Linked DNA regions of Sus scrofa: regions 2 and 3 are each linked to region 1. The links are chromatin contacts, called in public Hi-C maps. All regions are on one chromosome and are shown on one strand. Each heading gives the region's core, a stretch centred on a gene start, on an enhancer-like site or on the middle of the called end of the contact. The rest is flanking DNA. Distances are from core to core; before and after follow the strand shown. Region 1 has its middle 360 kb from the start of DUSP6. Region 2 overlaps KITLG (KIT ligand). Region 3 holds the start of KITLG (KIT ligand).

Evidence for each region. A called contact is a pair of places that touch in the nucleus more often than the background predicts.
Region 2: a contact with region 1 is called in a Hi-C map of embryonic fibroblasts, with 1.8 times the contacts expected there. The contact joins two enhancer-like sites. A contact is called at or near these places in 3 of 47 Hi-C or Micro-C datasets (embryonic fibroblasts and heart right ventricle) and 1 of 2 datasets of contacts at active chromatin or transcription factors (skeletal muscle).
Region 3: a contact with region 1 is called in a Hi-C map of embryonic fibroblasts, with 2.6 times the contacts expected there. The contact joins the promoter of KITLG here to the enhancer-like site in region 1. A contact is called at or near these places in 2 of 5 promoter capture datasets (fetal liver and liver) and 5 of 47 Hi-C or Micro-C datasets (alveolar macrophages, embryonic fibroblasts, heart right ventricle and 1 more).

Annotation. Positions count from the first base shown.
Region 1 is chr5:93,657,923-93,662,417 of Sscrofa11.1, reverse strand. No RefSeq gene overlaps it. Among named protein-coding and RNA genes, the nearest start is that of DUSP6, 360 kb to the right of the region's middle. Within about 2 kb of position 2,082, at least 14 of the 83 cell types and tissues checked have an H3K27ac peak or open chromatin away from gene starts, as enhancers often do. A contact at or near this core is called in embryonic fibroblasts, where this site is marked.
Region 2 is chr5:94,090,913-94,095,407 of Sscrofa11.1, reverse strand. All of the region lies in intron 6 of KITLG (KIT ligand), which reads right to left. Among named protein-coding and RNA genes, the nearest start is that of KITLG, 76 kb to the right of the region's middle. Within about 2 kb of position 2,272, at least 6 of the 83 cell types and tissues checked have an H3K27ac peak or open chromatin away from gene starts, as enhancers often do. A contact at or near this core is called in embryonic fibroblasts, where this site is marked.
Region 3 is chr5:94,015,366-94,019,860 of Sscrofa11.1, reverse strand. KITLG (KIT ligand) reads right to left here and starts at 2,458. Exons shown (of 9, transcript NM_214269.2): 1 at 2,267-2,458. The coding sequence starts at 2,281.

The sequences.
Region 1 (4,495 bases), core at 833-3,332:
CATAAGGCCCTCTCCCCCACAAAGATATTCAAGTCCTAACCCTTGGAACCTGTGAATATGTTCACATGGCAAGGGGAAATGACATAATCCAGGCAAATGAAATTAGGTTTGCTAATTAGCTGACCTTAAAATTAGGAGGTTCCTTTTATCCAGGTAGGCTCAGTGTAATCACAGCGTCCTTTAAAGTGGAAGAGAGAAGCAGGGGAGGAAGTCAGAGTCAGAGAAAGATTTGATAGCTACACTGTTGGCTTTGAAGAGGAAGGAAGGAGCCATGAGCTCCTGTTGGGGCCCAAGCTAACCCCAAACATCCCTCAATAGTATATCGATTATTTTGAACTCAAGTTACTTGGGAAATGGCCAGTCCAAAAGGGACAGTCTGACCTCCTTTCTGTCTCCCTGAGAGCAGGAAATAAATCTCTCATGTGCAAGGGGCCCTCCCTATTTCTGGAGGTCAGACACCTTATTGCCAAAGACAGGGAATTTGGGCTGGGTAGCCTATGTAAACAGACCTTCTGACTTCTTTAATTTACTACCCCAAGCTCAAAATCTGTTTAGATTCTTCACTAACTGAGCACCCAAAATTTAAGTTTCTTTTCCCTGTCAATTCCTCACAAATTTATTATGTCTTTTTCTAAAAAGTTTAAAATCCGACTGCTTTAGTCACTTCTTAGATCCCATTTCTTTTTTTTTTCTTTTTTTTTAAATGAATTGATCACATCTGTAGTTGTATAATGATCATAACAATCTGATTTCACAGGATTTCCATCCCACAGCCCAGGCACATTCCCCCCACCCCCCAACCTGTCTCCTCCGGAGACCATAAGTTTTTCAATGTCTGTGAGTCAGCATCTGTTCTGCAAAGAAGTTCCGTCTGTCCTTTTTTCACATTCCACATGTCTGTGAAAGCATTTGATGTTGGTGTCTCATTGTATGGCTGACTTCACTTAGCATGATAGTTTCTAGGTACATCCATGTTGCAAAAAATGATGGTATTTCATTCTTTTTAATGGCTGAGTAATATTCCATTGTGTATATATGTACCACATCTTCTTGATCCACTTCTCTGTCGATGGACATTTAGGTTGTTTCCTGTTTTGGCTATTGTAAATCGTGCTGCAGTGAACATTGGAGTACATGTGTCTTTGCGTTAGATCCCATTTCTATGAGACCTCCTATACATGAATTTTTTTTCTCTTGTTAATCTGTCTTCTTTCAATTTTATTATTAGTCTAACCACAAGAACTCAAGAGGGGTAGAGGGGTGGATTTCTCCGTCCTCAAACATTTAGGCTCTCTCCTAAACACTATACAAGAAATAAAACCCTGCAGTAACCTTCATTTTAACCCACTGAGAACTATTTCAGATTTCTAATCTAAAGAACTGAAAGATTACTAATTGTGCGGAGTCACTAAGTTTGTGGTGATTTGTTAGAATAGCGGTAAGACACTAGTACATTGTCTTTATCATAAACTAAATTTAAGAATTGATTTGAATGTATTTCTGCATTTTCTATTACATAAGTCTGTCTTTCCATGTGCTAACATAACACTGTTTTAATTGTAGAGACTTTATGGTAAATTTAATATATCTGCTAGAGACACTCTCTCCCATTTCTTCCTTGAGGTTTTCCTGGTTATTCTCACTTATTTTTCCATGTAAATTTTATAATCAATTTGTCTAACACCAGGAAGAAAAAAAGAAAGTAATCGTATTCTTAATACCAATAGTCTTTTAACCTTGGGAAGCCACGTATTTGCTTTAAGCTGGAGGCTCAGTGACTCATACAATGAAATATGAGACAGGAGTACTTGGTATAATATGCCAGAAGCTATAGTATAAAAAATAAGAAAAGCACTATTAAAAATTCCTTGGAAATCAGATGTATAAACAAACAGTTCCTTTATTATCACGACCTTTTAATGATAGAAACCACATTCAAGATAACTTAAAGGGGAAAAAAGGCATCGATTGGCTCACGCAGTTCAAAATGCCAGTGTTGGGTGAGGTTCAGTGCAGGTACTCAAACGACATCACAAACAGGTCTCCGTTTCTCAACCCTTCCTGCCTCACTGTGGTCTCTGGCTGAAGCACACCCTCTTCATGCACTGGCTCCCTCTAGCTACAGACTTGGACTTGACCGACTGAGACACTCTGGAGGAAAAATGGTGCCTTTTCCTTGATACCTCCTGCAAAAGCTGAAAAATTAAGTCTCATTCATCTGTCTTGCTCCATTACTCACCCCAGAGCCAACCACTGTGACCAGAATAAAATACTCTGAATAGTTGTGGGTCATGACGTTACTCTTGAAGATGGGGATTTAGTCAGTGCCTCCTGACTGCAAAGGTGAGAGTAAAGGAGAGAGATTCCCCAGAGGAAAAGGCAGACAGAGCACTGTGAGCAGACAAAGCTCACATAAATGGAGGACCCTCAGAAAACTAAATATAGAACTACCATATGACTCAGCAGTCCCATTCCTGGGAGTATATCCAGGCAAAACTTATTGAAAAAGATACCTACACCACAATGTTCATTGCAGCACACTTCACAGTAGGCAAGACATGGAAACAACCTCAATGTCCATTGACGAATGAGTGGATTTAGAAGATGTGGTACATATACAAAACGGGAAACTACTCAGCCATAAAGAAAGAACAAAATGATGCCATTGGCAGCGACATGGTTGGAACTAGAGACTCTTTACTTAAAAGGAGAAAGACAAATACCATATGATATCACTTATACCTGGAATCTAATATTTGGCACAAATGAACCTATTTACAGAAAACAAACAAACTGATGGACATGTAGAACAGACTTGTAGTTGCCAAGGGGGAGGGAGAGGGGGTGGAATTGGGTGGGAGTTTGAGATTAGTAGATGCAAACTATTGCATTTGGAGTGAATAAGCAATGAGATCCTACTGTATAGCACATGGAACCATATCTAATCACTCATGATGGAGCATGATGGAAGACAATGTGAAAAAAAGAATGGATATGTATGTATAACTGGGTCACCTTGCCATACAGCAGAAATTGACAGAACACTGTAAATCAGCTATAATAGAAAATTAATAAATAAATAAATGGAGGACGAATAAAGGCAACATACAACAACCTCAAATCATTTGTTGCCAGTAAATAAATATAGGTGTAAAGTATCACTGGATGGTGTCAAGATGGTGGAAAAAGGAGTAATTAAACTTGCATAGGAACAAATCAACTGTCCACATTTAAAGAACACACAAAATCCCCATTCTGAACTCAGAAAGAGTCATAGCCAGACTTGCCAAACACTTGCTTCCAGTAATTTTGCCAGACACCAGCTGCAGAGTATCTGAATCCTCCAAAAGAATTGCCTTCCCAGCTGTGATCCTGAGCCAGGTTGGCTTGTCAAGTAGATTCATTTGCAAGAGTTTCAACTCAGTGCAATTAAAATGAAAAACAAGGTTGGAAGATTTGAACATAAAGTTTATTGAGGAGAAAAATCTGTCTGGCAAGGCTGTGCAAAAGATTTCAGATAGTTATATTTAAGAAGAATCCTAAAGGCCAACAGTAAGAAAAGAGAGAAGGACTTTTCTAGGGGGAAGAAAATGGCAGAGTGAAAGATTGCAGTATGTTTGACGGGCTGGGTGATTCCCACACAGCTGCCGCAGAGCTTGAAAGTGAAGATGTCAGGACGCGAGACAGGAGAAGTGGCAGAAAGATCTTTCATGCCATGCTAAAGAATTTTTCCCCTGATTCTGAGTGTCATCAGGTGGTTCTGGAGAGAAGAAAAAGGCGGTCAGATTTTGTTTTAGGAGAACAGCCATGTTGATCTGTAAAACTGAATTGGCAGGGGGCATAAAAGCAGATGACCCACAGAAGGCTATTATGGTAGTTTTCAGCAACGTAATGAGAACAACAAGAGCTGAGAGGAGAAGATGGATTAAATCATCATTTTTTTTTTCCAAAGAGTTTTCCAAGGAAGTCTAAATCAGCTTGATATTAATGTCTTAGAGGGAAAAAAATAAGATTCTGTAGCCAAATAAAATGAAGTCACTTTGTTTACTGCAGGACTTTTTAGAGCACTTAATATATTAATGTATAGGTTTAGTGATCTCAAAACAGTAAATTTGCCCATTCCATTCTTTAAGGTCTTCATGCTAACCAGGTGTTTTTTGGATAACTTTTTGAAAATATTGGAGAGAGAGAGTTTTAAAAAGTGATGAGAATATAAGAAAAATATGAAAAGAGGGAATAATACAAACTATCATTTATAATCTATTAAATATAGATGAGTATGGCTCTTCCCACCAAGATATTTAATGAGATAATCTATTGCAAGTGTGTCAAAGAGACCCTAAAAGCCAGATCATAATAACTTAGAGTTGTAGCTCTTGCCAGACTTCTTTTTATCCTTCAAGCACTGGTCCCCTGATGCCTCACCAAAAGCTTTTGTTTTTGATAGCATTTACAACAGAGATTTTTGTAAAAAGCAATATGATATGTTGCCGCT
Region 2 (4,495 bases), core at 1,023-3,522, 430 kb before region 1:
CATGCTGTGGTTGTTCCCAACTGTTTCCGTAATAGACTCTTGACCTATCTGTTTAAAAATTTTAAAACACTAATTTTTCTGCTTGCCATACAAGTCCTTGTCATTTCCAGAAGGTTTAAAGTGAAAAAAAATCAAGAAACCCCACAAGCAGAAGGGTCTTTGACTTAGTTATTATTGACACATATAGAAAACAGATGGCATATACCTGAAAATGACTAATACCACCAGGCAAATCCATTTTCTATACCTTTATCTTCAAGTGTCTTTTCACATCCAGCCAAGAAATTTTTTTTTTTTTTTTTTTGGTCTTTCTGTCTTTTCTTGAGCCGCTTCCGCGGCACATGGAGGTTCCCAGGCTCGGGGTCTAATCGGAGTTGTAGCCACCGGCCTACACCACAGCCACAGCAATGCAAGATCCAAGCTGCCTCTGCAACCTACACCACAGCTCACGGCAACGCCGGATCCTTAACCCACTGAGCAAGGCCAGGGATTGAACCTGCAACCTCATGGTTCCTAGTCGGATTCGTTAACCACTGAGCCACGACGGGACCTCCCAGCCAAGAAATTTTAAAGAGGCCACTTTGCCACTCGGTCTGTAAGTTATGTTTGGCCTGCCTCAAAGATTCAGTTAAGAGAGGCATACTGCGGTTAGTGTTACTTTTAGGGATCTCAAGCTTGGAATTATGGTGTTTCTTCATCAGATCCTCAATGTACACTTACTGGGTGCCAGGTAGGGTCCAGCACTGTGCTGTGGACTAAAGGTTTGGATTTTCAAACGTCCTGTGTGGGAGAGCCTGAGACTACTGAGCTCTGAAGCATGGCGAGAAGCACTTGTCTCCCTGCGCTGACTCTACATATGTGACTTAGTGAGAGAAGACATGTGACATTCACACGGGGCACCTCCCTGCATCCTGCTTTGCTCATCCATGCAAAGCAGAATGATTTAAGAATTAAACAAAAACCTGTCTCCCCCAAGGGTCTCTTACTCCCAACACAAAACGTAGCATTTTCTCCCCCTTTTTTGGCCACACCAGGGGCACATGGAAGTTCCCAGGCCAGGGACTGAATATGAGCCACAGGTATGACCTATGCTGCAGCTGTAACGCCACCAGATCCCTTAAGCCACGACATCGCAGATCCAACTGGCAATGCCGCAGAGACAAGCTGGGACATTAGACCCACTGCCTCTCCATGGGAACCCCAAAAACTTAACATTTTGCAGATGTCTCTCTCAGTGTCTCGTCGCAAACAACAATGCATTTGTTTGAGGACACTGGCACACATGGAACTGAGAGCCAGACCAGTGCACCTGCATCAGCTTTGTTTTCCTTTTTTTTTTGGCCATGCCCATGGCATGTAAAAGTTCCTGGGCCAGGGATCGAATCTGTGCCATGGCAGTGCCCCAAGCCACTGCAGTGACAATCCTGGATCCTTAACCCACTGTGCCGCAAGAGAACTCCTGTAGCTGCTTTTAAGAGGAAACAATAAACTCATAGATTTAACCAGAGAGGCAAGAAACTAATCTTATCTATTATGGAGAAAACAGGACTTGCCCATTTCCTTACTATTTGCAAACTTGGAACAGGAAATTCACTAATTCTCTGATTCCTCTATTTCCAAAGATGCTGTCATAACAGAAGATTGTGTGTGTGCTGGGGGAGGATGTAGTGAGTCAGGGGTGCCCCTTATACTTAAGGGATCGGGTAAAGAAGTGGAAACTTTCATTCATGTAACCATGAATCACTTCCTTAAGATGAGAGTAACAGATTTCTTTTGGCCGACCGTGCATCCAAAAGCCCCCTGGGAAATTTGTTTTAGGCATCTTAAAACTGAACATGAATTCCACATCAAAATAAGCCTGCGTTATAAAATGGGATTTGGTATAACTGAAGTAAGACTATTATTACAATAATATAACTATTTCAAGAGCTATAAAAGATTACATGTTCTTATCTGGGATTTTACTACCATTTATTAAAGTGTTTTCTATGAGGTAATGGTGTTCCATGCAATTCCTACCATTTCAGGACTGTTTATATCACTACCTATAAATAATCTGGCTCTTTGTATTTGTGTTCCAGTTATGTGTTAGAATTCTCCTTGATGGCCGACCCACTGTGGTCCACACTGTCTACTAGGATTGCTGGTGTGTGATTATGATTTGACCAGGCGACCTCCTTGAGGGGCCCTAATCAACATACACAGAGAGAGCAAAGGAAGCTATTAATATTTTGTCCCCAGACTCCAGTGGAACACTAATGAGCTAGAATGGTGCTACGGAGAGCTACGTTTGGGCAGCCAGATGCCCTGGAATCAGGGCAGCAGAATACCCTAGTCTTCCTGTTCTGTCCAAAAGGCAAATCTTTTTTTAAAATTAATTTATTTTTCCACTGTACAGCATGGGGACCCGGTTACACATACATGTATACACGGTTTTTCCTCCCACTGTCGTGTTGCAATGTAAGTATCTAGACCTAGATCGCAAACACAGCAGGATCTCATTGCAAATCCATTCCAAGACCAATAGTTTGCATCCGTGAACCCCAAGCTCCCGATCCCTCCTTAAATCACATCCCTCAGAGAAAAGACCCCACCCACCAGCCATAAGCAGAAGAAGCGTGCAACAGAGCGAGGTGTTCTGGAATTCTCCACTCACAATCCTTCTCAGGTAGGAGGGCAGCCCGAGGGAGGTGTTCCAAACGAAGCCGCGCGGCAGCAGAGTCTAGAGAAAGCTTGCCGCCTCCTACCAACGCACTATGACTTTTTCACCAACTTAAAGTTCTGCCCCAGGACCCCGGCCCCTAACAAAGTTCTGGAATCTGACCTACACAGCACACGTCCTTCTCCAAGAGAGAGGGACAAGCCTGGTAAAGAGAAGAGGGGAAAGAATCAGGGGGATTGAGCTTCCCCTCCTAGACAGGAGTCACCCCGCTCTCTTTACTTCTCCTGTTAATGCAAAGGGCTTCAGAGCCAGGCCTTGGGTTCTCTCCAGAGATCCGCCATCCCTCTTCCAGGGAGAGAAAATAGATGTTATCAGAAAAGGCTTGCCTACACCTCCAGGGCATGACTCTCCACACTTGCTATGATGCTATCACAGGGATTAATGAGATCGGGATTGTATGCCTTACAGCCCTTCTGAAGGATCCCGGGCCAAAGCTTTGCTTTTATGTAAAGATTGCCCCAGAAACCTTGTGGAATAAGCTCATCTGGACAGGATTTGAGTAATCCCCAATTCCTGGATTGTTGTCCTATCAATTGTATCTCATTTTGATGAAAACTGCCCATCATTCAACAATTTGCGGAAACTAACTTGAGTGGGTTGACTAATACCAGACATCTGAACAAACAGAGAACAAAAACACTGTGCCCCAATTTTGGTGACCATCTCTGCAGACTGAGTCAGCTTATGGGCACCGTGCCTGTGGACATGACTTTCTTCTTGGTGCTTAGAAAACATGCAGCGTGGTACTCCCCTTTTATTCCGATTTGACGCTCACCACAGCCTTGCCACAATTCCTGACCCAGCCCTGGTGTATCTCATTGTTCTAATAATTAATGATGGCCATGTACTATATACACATCAGGCATGGCTCTAAGTACACATGCACTGAACTCATTAAAAACTCACAGAAAACCAAAGAAAGAGCTTAGCGACCTCCATGTGATTGAGGAGTCCAGAGAGATTACGAAAATTGTCCAAGGTCACACAGCTAGCCAAGAGCTAAGAGTGGGGATATAAACGCAGGCGGTCTGACTCGGGAGTGTCTTTCTAAAAGATGTCTAAGGTGATACCAAAGTAAGGATTTTCTTACTTTGTAAAGATCCCAAACTTAAACATGTTTAAAACACTCTTTTAGCTTTGCTACAAAGGATATCACTATTTGAAAACACAACTCCCTTTGAATAACTTATACACTCTTATATTATCCCATGCTTCTCCCCTAGAAAGGGCACTCACACGTCTGGGTGACTCCTTCGTATGGCCTGGTCCTCTGGCCAGCAGACACACTTTGGGGTTTTATCCATGAAAACTAGCATGCTTTCTTCAAATTTCCCTGATCCTACTCCCGAGAAAGGCTTGCCTCCTTATGCTACAACTAAAACCATTCTATTATTATACATGTAATATAAATAATGTATATTGTAAAACACAATGCGAATGTGTTTCTGTTTCTTTTATGAGAATGCATGCTCCGTAAGAGCTTGTCTTCTGGATGGGTATCTAAGTGTCCTACTCAATGAGTGACAACACCTGGCCAAAAGTTGATATGCAAGGCCCATATTTTATTGTTTTTTTACAAAAAGGAAGAAAAAAGAAAAGAAAACAAAGAAGGCTGGTCATTCACATTGCAATTTTAAAAGCACCTACAAACTCAGAGGTAGTTTTTGTTGGTGGTGGTTTTGTTTTGCTTTGTTTTTGTACTGTCTGTGGTCAGGATATGTATTTTTTGTGACTTTTAAAGCAGTTATAGTTGATTTACAATGTTATGCCAAT
Region 3 (4,495 bases), core at 1,209-3,708, 360 kb before region 1:
TATTCGAACTATTGAATATTAATAAGTATTCCTCCCTGGCAAGGATATCATTAGATTCAGTAGAACAATTGATCTTATGTCTTAATGTCAGATCTGCTTACGCTGCTCTCCATCCATACAGAGTTGCATAGGCAATTTTTTAATGTAACTTTTAAGATCAGAAATTTTAACAACACGAATGAGGATTTAGCGCCCGTTCCATTTCTGCTGTTTATCTCATCCATTTCATGCTATTTCCAGGGCCCCCGTTTTGCAGTGCAAGAATGCGGAATTGCTAGACCTATCCTTAAAGCAAACCTTGAAGGTCATTAGATCCCAGGCAATGAATGCCTTCTTTCACCAAGGGCACTGCCCTCCTTTGCCTCAAGCCCTTCAACATAGGCAAGTTCCACCAAAGGGCTTGCACTTTTCCTCGGTCTGAGCAGGTCACATTTCTAAAATGCTTAGCTGTCTCCAATGTCCCTGGTCAGCAGCACTGACTCACTAACACCAAGAAGCTTCGGTTTAGTTCGACCTCTTTCTCGTTTTCAATGGAATTATTGCCTGTAATCCGATTTACACAGCCATTTAATCCAAGTGAGGAAGGCGATTACAGAGCTCACATTTGTTTTGCAAAGCAAGGGTGCAAGGATCATCAATCCTACGGACTCTCAAAGTGACTTGATACCACATCGCCCCCCTTTGGAGTGTTGGTCATTAACCTGATCTGTCTCCAGTGATCTTGTTTAAATAGGAAGCTTGAGGCTCTTTCCCTGAACTAGAAGGTAGCGGGTTTCTCCACCCAGATCTCACCACCCTTCAAGTGAGCAGATGCTACTATAACAAAGAATTGGGTCCCCGCCCATGCTTATTAGTCTACAAAGCAGAAAGCACGTACGAATCAAGTAATTACATTAAAACTTCTCCTCTGTCGCCAGTCTTTCACATTCGAATTTCAACAGCCCCCTGTGGTCATCTCAGGTGTGGCGTCCAATGCTTTGCCCATAAACTGACCTGCGGGAGAGGAACCTGCGTTCTGCTCCTCTCTCGGTCCCAAGCAGCGGTCCTAGAGACCACACAAACCTTTCTGCTAGGTGAGTCCCTCCCCGCTGCTCTTTTCCACACGGGTGCAATGGGCTCGAGTCTTTCTACTCCCTTCTGAATGTGTACTCTTCCCGGGCTTAGACATATACTTAAAATGGCACACGTCGTGTGCCATTAAATAAAGCATTTCCGCACATGGATGCCTTCATTCTCAACTGAGGATTTATACAACCCTTTTCCCCACCACCTCCACCCTTCCGACACATTTCAGGAATTGCAATCTCCGACAGAACCTCTGGGGGGTGAAAGGGCAGCCTTACCCAACCCGAGGCAGAAACAAGGAAAAATTCCTAAGGGGAGAAGTGAGAAGAGGTACAGCCCGCCGTGGAGAAAAGAACTGTGTTTGAAAATAACCGTGGCGGCCCTTTCCAAAGGACAAGCCAGTTATCTACCTCAAGGGGAAAAAAAATCTAATTGTACCCCTGGACGGCGCTTTAGCCACTAATCCTTCTCTATAATGCACAATTGTGCAGCACTGGCAATTACCTCAATAACTACCATCGGAGTTAACACACACAACTTTTTCTCTACTGTAATGAAAGAAGGTGAGTGCAATGTAGAAGTATCACCCCGTTTGGAGCTCTCCGGGGAAGCTCACCAAGAGCCGCAAACCTGGCACACGCCGCGGGAGCCAAGTTTTCCCGAGCTGGCCAGGCAGGTTCTCTGCCCACTCGAGCGTGGCTGCTAAGAAACTCCGGGTTGGCTACCTTCTGGAGGCTGCTCCCGCGTCCGCACGAGCCCTGCACCCACTCGAGGGCTGCACGAAAATCTGGGTGCTCGAGCCACCGAGCGTGGCACGCGGGAGCTGTTGTGTAATCTCCCCGGAACCCACTGGAAAATGTCTCCCGTGCAAAGGCATGCCTTTCCGTAATAATTTAAACTCCCCGGCCAAAGAGCAGATCCTCCCGTCTTACAGGAGCTGCAGTTCCCCACTGACAGCTCCCAACTTAGGGGCTGCGGCACCAAACTTGACACCAGCTCCCACGCTTCTCTCTCACTCCTCTCCCCGGCTCACCCGGGCCGGGGAGCTGGCACTAGCACGCCACGCCCGCCTCCCGGGTGCCCTCCGGGCTTGTCCAGCCAGCACAGCCCCGCGCGCCCCAGCAGTCGCGGCCGGGAGGCGCGGGCCTGTGGGCGCGATTTTCTTGGCGTGCCGGCGAGCTCCTGGGTGCGCCGTACTCACTTGTGTCTTCTTCATAAGGAAAGGCAGCGCTGTGATCCAGCCCAGGCAGCGGTGTGGCAACTCCGTTTAGCTGATCTGGAGCTCCAGCATATTGCATGAGCAGCGGCTGCAGATAGTCCACGCATTGGGTAGCCCGAGCGCAAACGCCCTCTCCAAGGCCTCAGCTTCGCGCGGCGCTCCAGGTCCCGGCGCGAGGCGGAGAGTGAAGCCCCGGGCCGGCGCGCCGCCAGCACTTTATAGGGCTCCCTCCCGCCTACTCCGGACACGCCTCCTTCCCTTCCGGAGCCCCGGGGAAGCGAGACTCTGCTGGTGTGCGGGGGGGAGACCGGCAGGGCTGCCGGAGCACTGCAAATACCGTAGAAGTTGGATAGATTAATCCAAGCGTTTCCCCTCGTTTAGGGGCCGGTGCGCGCACGGCCCGAAGGCTAGGAGGGCACGAGGGTGCGGAGCGAGAAGCCGAACACCCTGCAGCTGCCGCGTGCACTGCGCGCCTGGCTCGGAGAGTCGCAGCTGGGCCCCTCGGCTTCGTCTCGGCTCACCTGGCACCGCCCTGGGACGGACCAAATACCTAGCACGCTCGCTAAGTCCGGGAGCTCCCTCTTTTCTGCAGAGGCAGTACGGGATAGTTCATTGGGGGGAGGGGGGGCTAGCGAAGAATTCACCCCGCCCCGCTTTAGGGATTTTTTTTTTTTAACTTAATTAGGATCTATACTTGGGCCATTGTCTTAGCCTCCACCCCCCTCCTTTTTTTTAAACAATTACTTTAGTGAATGAATATTTAATGGTCGAAATAATTGTTGACTCAGGGTTAAGATTGCTAAGGAAGATGCTGTTTCCAAAAACGGTTTACCGCTGCTTCTTTAGACATTTAAATTGAAAGAGAAGCGGTAGGTTATTAAACGCGGAAGTCAGCGATCCAGCCAGGGTCTCGAAAGATACACTTTTGTTTGCTGTTGTCGGAGGTTTTGGAATTGGAAAGCTACTGCAACAACAGTAATAGTTAAAACCACTATTCGATGCACTTAATGCCATACCAGGCATCGTGCTAAGTACTTTACATAGATTATGTCACTAAATCTTTTCCACAAACCTGTTGTATAGGTCCTGTCATTTTTATTCCCATTTTATTGTTGATGAAACAGAGCCTGAGGAGTTCCCGTCCTGGCGCAGTGGTTAACGAATCTGACTAGGAACCATGAGGTTGCTGGTTCGATCCCTGGCCTTGCTCAGTGGGTTAAGGATCTGGCGTTGCCCTAAGCTGTGGTGTAGGTCGCAGATGCGGCTCGGATCTGGCGTTGCTGTGGCTGTGGTGTAGGCGGCCGGCGGCTACAGCTCCAATTGGACCTCTAGCCTGGGAACCTCTATATGCCGCGGGTGCGGCCCTAGAAAAGACAATAAATAAATAAATAAATAAATAAATAAATAAATAAATAAATCTTAAGAAAAAGAAACAGAGGCTGAGAGAGGTCAATTTTCCCAAACCAATAATGTGTAAATTTAGGAATTAGATGTTTTAATAAAAGAGTAGGATCCCAAATTCGACTTAACTAGTTCTTTTTAAAAAATTAATATGGCAACCTATAACCATGAGAAACAATTAAGTGGGTAAAATTTGAAGTTCACTGTGTTATTTTCCGTTGCTGCTGTTAATCACTTAAAACAACGTAAGATTACTACCTTACGGCTTGGAGGTCAAAAGTCCAAAAAGTCTAAATAGTCCAAAAAGTCCCAGGGCTCAGTGTTGGCAATGTTGGCAGGGCTGTGTTCTTTCTAGAAGCTCTAGGGGAGAATTCCTTTTCTTGCCTTTCTAGGCTTCTGGAAGCTCTCCAGAGTTTTTGGCTCATAGCCTCCTTCATCTTCAAAGTCAGTAATGGTGAGTTGAGTCCTTCTCACATCACCCACTCTGACCTTCCCTTCCCCCTCCTGCTTCCACTTCTGAGGACCTTGTGATTACATTGGGCCCAACTGGATAATCCAGGCTGAGTTCCCTAAATCAGCTGATTAGCATCAGTTCCACCTGCAATCTTAATGCCTATTTGCCATTTAACGTAACATATTCACCGGTTCCAGGGATTAGGATGCTGACCTCTTTGGGCATGGGAGGCAGGCATCATTCCGTCAACCACACCCAACAGTAAACAGGTCTGGGGAGAACATGGGATGGAAACGTGGACTTGTATGTACATGAGCGTCCTTCCGTGCGTATTTCACTCCAAGTGGCTCCAGAGC